Linked DNA regions of Mus musculus: region 1 is linked to region 2. The links are chromatin contacts, called in public HiChIP or PLAC-seq maps. All regions are on one chromosome and are shown on one strand. Each heading gives the region's core, a stretch centred on a gene start, on an enhancer-like site or on the middle of the called end of the contact. The rest is flanking DNA. Distances are from core to core; before and after follow the strand shown. Region 1 has its middle 13 kb from the start of Cyb5r2. Region 2 has its middle 31 kb from the start of Syt9.

The links. HiChIP or PLAC-seq counts read pairs in DNA pulled down with a chosen protein or histone mark.
Region 1: an H3K27ac HiChIP or PLAC-seq map of embryonic stem cells shows a contact between it and region 2, with 17 read pairs. The contact joins two enhancer-like sites. A contact is called at or near these places in 2 of 39 promoter capture datasets (cranial neural crest and liver) and 4 of 115 datasets of contacts at active chromatin or transcription factors (all in embryonic stem cells).

What each region holds. Positions count from the first base shown.
Region 1 is chr7:107,769,357-107,772,766 of GRCm38.p6, reverse strand. No RefSeq gene overlaps it. Among named protein-coding and RNA genes, the nearest start is that of Cyb5r2, 13 kb to the right of the region's middle. Within about 2 kb of position 1,581, at least 8 of the 459 cell types and tissues checked have an H3K27ac peak or open chromatin away from gene starts, as enhancers often do. A contact at or near this core is called in embryonic stem cells, where this site is marked.
Region 2 is chr7:107,338,596-107,341,916 of GRCm38.p6, reverse strand. No RefSeq gene overlaps it. Among named protein-coding and RNA genes, the nearest start is that of Syt9, 31 kb to the left of the region's middle. Within about 2 kb of position 2,071, at least 18 of the 459 cell types and tissues checked have an H3K27ac peak or open chromatin away from gene starts, as enhancers often do. A contact at or near this core is called in embryonic stem cells, where this site is marked.

The DNA.
Region 1 (3,410 bases), core at 332-2,831, 430 kb before region 2:
CTTTTGAAGTAAGTATCTACTAGAAAACCTGGTATTTCTGCTCTCTCCCAACACTTCTGGGGGCAAGGAAAAGTCATCTGGTAGCTTGAAAAGGTCTTTTCCGGATAGACTGGCTGTGATGACTAAGAATCATCTTGCCAAGTGTGGTGTTGTTTGATCCCATCATTTGGAAGGAAGATGTAGGTGGTTCAGGCTAGACAAGGCTACACAGAGACCCCTATCTCAAAAAAAAAAAAAAAAAAAAGTTCTGTATCTGTAGAGAACATTCTAAGTCATTTAAAGAAAATTCTCTTAAGAAGTAAATGAATGTTCCTGTGTAAAAAGCTTTGTCTTGATGTTTAGAAACGCTGCTTCTGGTGTGAAATAAGAGGCATGTCCTCCATTTCTAATTTCAGGACTTCGGTTTTCCTCTTGCTTCTGCATTAGTATTGGCCATGTATAGAACAAGGACCAAGATGGACAGCTTCACAGACTCTGAGGATCTCATCTTACTTGGGAAAGTGAGGTCTAATCAATATACCCCACATTATTCATCTCTCCTCAGTCCTTACCACAATAATTAACATACAGATTAAGGAGCTAAGTTAGCAGATAAAATATATCACAATATTCAGTCTATACGTTATATATCAAGGTTGAAGACCCACAAACCCCAGAATCATTAGAAAAGCTTGCCTGGTCCTGTTTGCAATCAGGAAGCTCTGACATAAGTATTTCTGCCAAGTGTACAACCCCCTCAGTCTCCTAGATATACCGTACCATTTTGTCTTCAGTTTTGATTTTAATTTTTGTTTGTTTGTTTTAATTTTTATTACATTTGTTTACCTAGTTTGTGTTGCAGTAAATCTCTCCAACCTAATTATGCCCCAGCAATGAAAACACAACACAGTTTATATGAATACATGCTGTGTGCCTTGATTGGGCAGATGTATAGCTATACTACCATCTTCCGCATCTATGAGAACCCTTAGAACTTGCAGTTTCTCCAGGCCACGTGCTTCTGCTCTGCTTTTCTTCTTCTTCCTCTTCCTCTGTGTCCTCTCTCTTTTCCATTTTCTCCTTCTTCTCTCCCTCTCACCTTCTGCCCCACCTTCCCTTCTATCTACCCAATCCTCAGCTCTCCTTTATTTTACAAATTAAGGTGGGAAGCAGGTTTACAGGAAATCACCTGAGTGGTGACTCATTCCTTGTTCAAAGCCACTCACAGGAGAATGGAATTAACATCAAATATAATTAGCCCCAGAGCTATCCACCACGTTTGTGTTTCTGTGTGCATGCAGATGCATGCATATGAAAGAGAGAGAGAACAACACAGAGACAGAGTATAAGAGAGAAAAACGTGTGCCCTGGCATATATCACCATCAGAGAAAAACTTGTAGGATTCGATTCTCTTCTTTTACCATGCGGATCCCAGGGATTATACTCAGGTTACCTGGCCTGGTAGCCAACATCTTTCACCACTGAGCCATCTCACCCACCCTTGTTTTGGTTTTCTTGAAGCAGGGTCTTATTATGTAACATAGGCTGTCCTAAAACTCACTATGTGCTCCAACCTGGCCTTGTCTTGAAATTCTTCTGCCTCCACCTAATGAATGCTGGTATCACATGCATAAGCTACCATGCCTGGCTTACCACACCACTTAAGGGACAATCACCTAGATCCCAGGCTGAGGACAGACTAACATCCATATATTTCCACGTGCATTCATGCCCTTGTGAACATTTCAGCCTGTATCTCCATGGCAACAAGACGAAAAGAATGTGTTTGCTGAGTCATTGGTCTTCCTTCCCACCGTGTCCACCAAAGGAGCCCTAACCTTTCTCTCCACAGTTTTCAACAGAAATCTTGGAGACTTCTACCCTGAGGGAAGAACTTGTCTCTCGCCATGGTATAAGTGCACGTGATACTCTACAGACTCGTGTTCAGGGTGACTGCAGATTCTCATCTCCCCCTCCCTTCCTCCTCCAAGTCCAACGCCCCAGTATCATTCCAGCTCTTTAATAGACTTTCCACTATGCACTTTCAGCATTCCCTACCCTCCCCCACCCCCCATTCCCAGAGTACTGGCTAAGCAGATCCTGATGAAACAACAAATTCCTCCCTCTTACAAAGCCCCTTAACCATGCTCAGGCCATCCCCATATCTAAGTCTCAGGTCCCAATACCCATAAATGCATTTAACCTGGAACTCCCAATGGTCACAACTGTCAAGAGAATATTTCCCTATGTGCAACACACAACCATAATTGTCTTCTAAACTCCAGAGAAGAAACAGAAATCAAGGATTTGGAAGCTGGGATAAAGTAATACAAGGGGAGTGAGAGATTAAATGAGAAAGCTCTGTGGGACCAGCTGGGGTGGCGCAGAGGAAAGGGAGGCCAAAGCAGATGTTCTGTTGTAGAGGATGAGACAAGGGGAATTGCTTTGGAGGAATGAAGAGAGAGGTGAGAGTATGAAGTTTTTATACCTGCTTCCCTGGCAGGAGCTGCCAATGTGTCTTCAGGGAACGCCTGCTGGAGTTGTGGGATGGGATAAAGCAAAGAGTTGGGGAGGAAGGTTAGGAGAGGAAGATCTGTGGGATCCACTAGAGATGAGGTGGGGGAAGATTGTTATAGGAATTCTGATGTAGAGATGGGGAATTGGACTTGGAGAAATGGAGCGAGATGTGAGGATCTGCAGTTAGCCTAACAGTTTCTCTGGCAGGAGTAGCCAGTGTTGGCAAGGAGTGCCTACTGGAGTTGGGTATTTGGATAAAGCAATGCATGGGGGGAGAGTGGTTAGGAGGGAAGATCTGTGGGATACACTGGACATGGGGGCAGAAGGAGAAAGGAGGCTGCAGTAGGTGTCCCATTGTAGAGCTGGGAATGAGAATGGGGGATTTGATTTGGAGGAGCAGAGGGAGAGGTGAAGGTCTGAACTTAGCCTACCTGCTTTTCTGACTGGAGTTGACTTTGATTTTCATCTGATGGCTTTGTATCAGAGTTCTTAGGATCAGAGCCTGGGTGTTCTCAGCTTTAACAACCTAGGCTTAACTACCCACCTTCAACAGACCAATTGAAGAAACCATTAGTAATGAATGTGGCCACACCAGGAAGACAAACTGTGAGGCCCATCTTTGGTTCAGGCTCCTGACATGAGGCTAACATTAAAAAAGAAGACAAGAGGTATGTGTAACTAAAGCAGACTTGGTCAAGGTGTGGCACAGGCATGTCATTGTCTTAGTTCCAGTTTTTCCTGCAAGATGATCTGACAAGTTGTCAGAACCATCAGAACTATGTCTTTTTCCCAAGCTTTGTTCCTGAAAGGATGGTTACATAATGGTACCCAGAGACAGATGCTAAATGATGCTTTGGGGAAAAGGACCATAATTGAGTCATGTGGGTTGAGATTTCAGTGTTGTACAGCCTAG
Region 2 (3,321 bases), core at 822-3,321:
CCTCTGTGATTCCAAATACCAATTACTACTGTGAACTCCTAATTGCCTCACTTCTAGCCACATTTTAAAGTAATTAATAAGTAATTGAGTAATGCGTTAATAATAGTCTTAATCATTTTTCTAATGATCAGCTCCATATATACTCGTCTTTATGACCCGGGGGAAGCATTGCATCTCAGGTCATATCTTGTTAATAGCCCCCCAAGCAATCATTTCTTACTAGAGTAATTTGCTTTCCTCCCAGTACTGGGGGACTTGCATTCAAACTAAAGCTTGTCAGACCTCTGGGAATTTTCCTCCTTCCCCGGCTGGCCCCATGCTTTCTTCTCATCCAATTTATTCTCCAACTGAAACTCAGATAGAGGTGTCAGTGTCCAGGAGAGATTTCTAATTTCAGTGAAGCCTTATCTTCGCTGGGAGATATGAAGGCATTTATTAACCTTTGAATTTTGATTCAAAGAGAAGGGAAGCTACTGTAGAACTGCCCAGACCATCCAGATAGCTAGAGGCAAGAAGCAGAGAGTCATAAATAGAACTCCAAATAGGTTGAAACTTGCTTTCATAAGATGATCATGAAGGGTTGAGATCCAGGGCAACCAAGCCATCTGGAAATGAGTTGGGGCACTGGGGTCCCTGTGGAATCTCACTAACATGTGGGATGGAGAACTTAGGTACAGAAACACTAACAGCTGATTAAGAGGTAAGGCTTGAATTAACTTTTTATTTTGGAGCCTTTTGATCAGTCCCACAAATGATGTAATCAAGTTTCTGTAGATAGATCTAAATCTGATGAACTAACAAGGATTCCAATATGACTTCTCAGCTTTTTGGCTAAGAACACGTGTAAAATAATAATCTATGTATTCACTCACTCCTCTATTAGTTTGCTTTTTATTGCTGTGCTAAAGGCCATGACTAAAAGAAACTTGAGGAGGAAACGGTTTATTTATTTGGTTTCTATGTCCACATCACAGTTTGTAATGCAGGAGCAAAGTTGGGACACTGAGCTCAAGTGCGACCTGAAGCAGAAGCCATGGAGGAACACTGCTTCCTGGCTTGGTGTTCAGTTTACTCGGCTTGCTTTTGTTTATGCACAAGGGCTACCTGCCCAGGGGCAGCACCATGCACCCTACGCTGAGTCCTCCCGCATCAACTGTAAATCAAGAAAATGCTCCCATAGACTTGCCTACAGGCAAATCTGGTGTGTTTGTTCGTTTGTTTGTTTTTCAGTTGAAGTTCCTTCTTCCCAGATGACCCTATTTATTTCAAGCTGAGAAAAACAAAGCAAAAGCAAAAAAGAAAACAAAACAAAACAAAAAAACCAACAACAAAGAACAAACCAAAAAACCCCCAAACAAACAAAACAATGACAAAATCCCCTAACCATCCCAAGCCCCTTATGCTGAGTGCCTCTGAAACACTTTGTAGATTAGATCTAGTGCAGGAGGTTTATAAAAGACCTCTGAGTCCGTCCTTGAACTCCTGATCTATTTTGGGAATAAACTCAAGAAGCCCTAAGGACACCAGAATCTGCCAAGGAAAGGTTGGATGTGAGACTCCATCATGCAAAGAAGTTGGAATGGCCCTTAGAAGGTATCCTGAAGTAAGACTTGGAGGCTGGACCCTGACTGTCCTTCACTGACCAGTGACTAAGGGCAGGCTGCAGTGGGGAAGAAACATAACTTCTCATACTAACAATTTCTGGTAAGGGACTTTGCCATGAACAACCTGCATTTTAGCCTTTCTGGAGTAAGAAAAATGAGGACCCTTTTCCTACATGGAGGATCTGGAGGATACGCCAGCATCTAACACCATCTTTCTCTCTAGAAGTCACCCTTCTCAAGCCTGTTCAGTTGCTTAGACTTTCTCATCTATTTTTTGTTATTTGTTTGCTTGTTTAAGTACCGAGTCTCACATAGACCACACTGGCTTTAAACTCCATGTAAGTGACACCATGTAAGAGAGGCTAGCTAGCTTTGCACCCCTGACCTTCCTGCCTCTACCCGCAGGGCTGGGATCACAGGAGTGTGCTACTGTGCTAGGTTTCCACCTATCCTTTAGCAGAGGTCAATGGGCTCACTGCAACAATGAGAGACTCCATCTTTTGCCTCCATCCCCTCGGTGGGGACAGGAGTGGCTCACTGTTTTCCTCCCTTTTTCAGGAATGTGGTGCTATTGTCTTGCAAAGAAAACCAATCACACCTTTTGTTCTCAGAGACTTCCTTCTGGTCTTGAGTACTTCCTCTAAACCAGTTCAAAAGGCAACTAGTCAAAGCCAAATGCAGTTCTAAGGGAAGAACTCCTCACATCCTGAGGCTATCCTGTCCTTTAATTAAGCCTTTAAGATTTATTTTATTTTATGTTCAAGAGTATTTATGTGTCTGTGCATGTGCACATATACGTGTGTGTCTGTGCACTACATTCATGCCTGGTGCTTGTAGAGGCCAGAAGAGAGCACTAGATCCCTTGGTGACAGTGAGACTCCAAGTGGGTGCTAGAAAATGGAATCCAGTTGTCATGGCAATAAAATACCTGATGGTCCCGCTGCTGCCCAGCTCTCAGAGCTTCCACTTTTTTTTTTAGATTTATTTATTATATGTAAGTATTATAAGTACACTGTGTAGCTGTCTTCAAACACACCCAAAAAGGGTGTCAGATCTCATTACGGTGGTTGTGAGCCACTATGTGGTTGTTGGGATTGGATTTGAAATCATGGAAGAGCAGTCAGTGCTCTTAACCGCTGAGTCATCATTCCAGGCCCAGAGCTTCTACTTTTGTAGACACATCAGATGTGTCATACATTCAGAATGTTCCAGATTCTATCAAGCTTCTCGTACTGCCGTGTCTTATTCCTATTGATCTGAAAGAGCAGCCAGTGCTCTTAACTACTGAGAGAATTCCCCAGCACAAGGGGCACTTTTTAGTTGCCAACATTTTGACACTACTAGTATCAGAATTTCAATACTTTAAATCTCCCCTCTCCTCATTCTCCACCTTTTATTTTTACTTCGTGTTTCCTTTATAATTTTGTTTAACTTTTGTTCTTAGGTCTGAGATTCTAGATTTCTGTCTTCTGCCTATTTCTAAATCAGTATAGTATTAAGTAGCCTAAACTGATAAGACTAGAGAGATGATCCACCTCATCCTAGAGTCAAAGAGCAACTTTGTTTATCCCACTTGAGAAGAAGCTTTCCGGATCCCTCCCCACATGGCTACTGACTCTAGCTATGCCTCATAAATTCTCACCCAAACCTTTTTAATAGCTTCCTAATGGGTTCCCTCACTCCATTTCCCCTCCCCCTCTCATTTCCCACACTGATG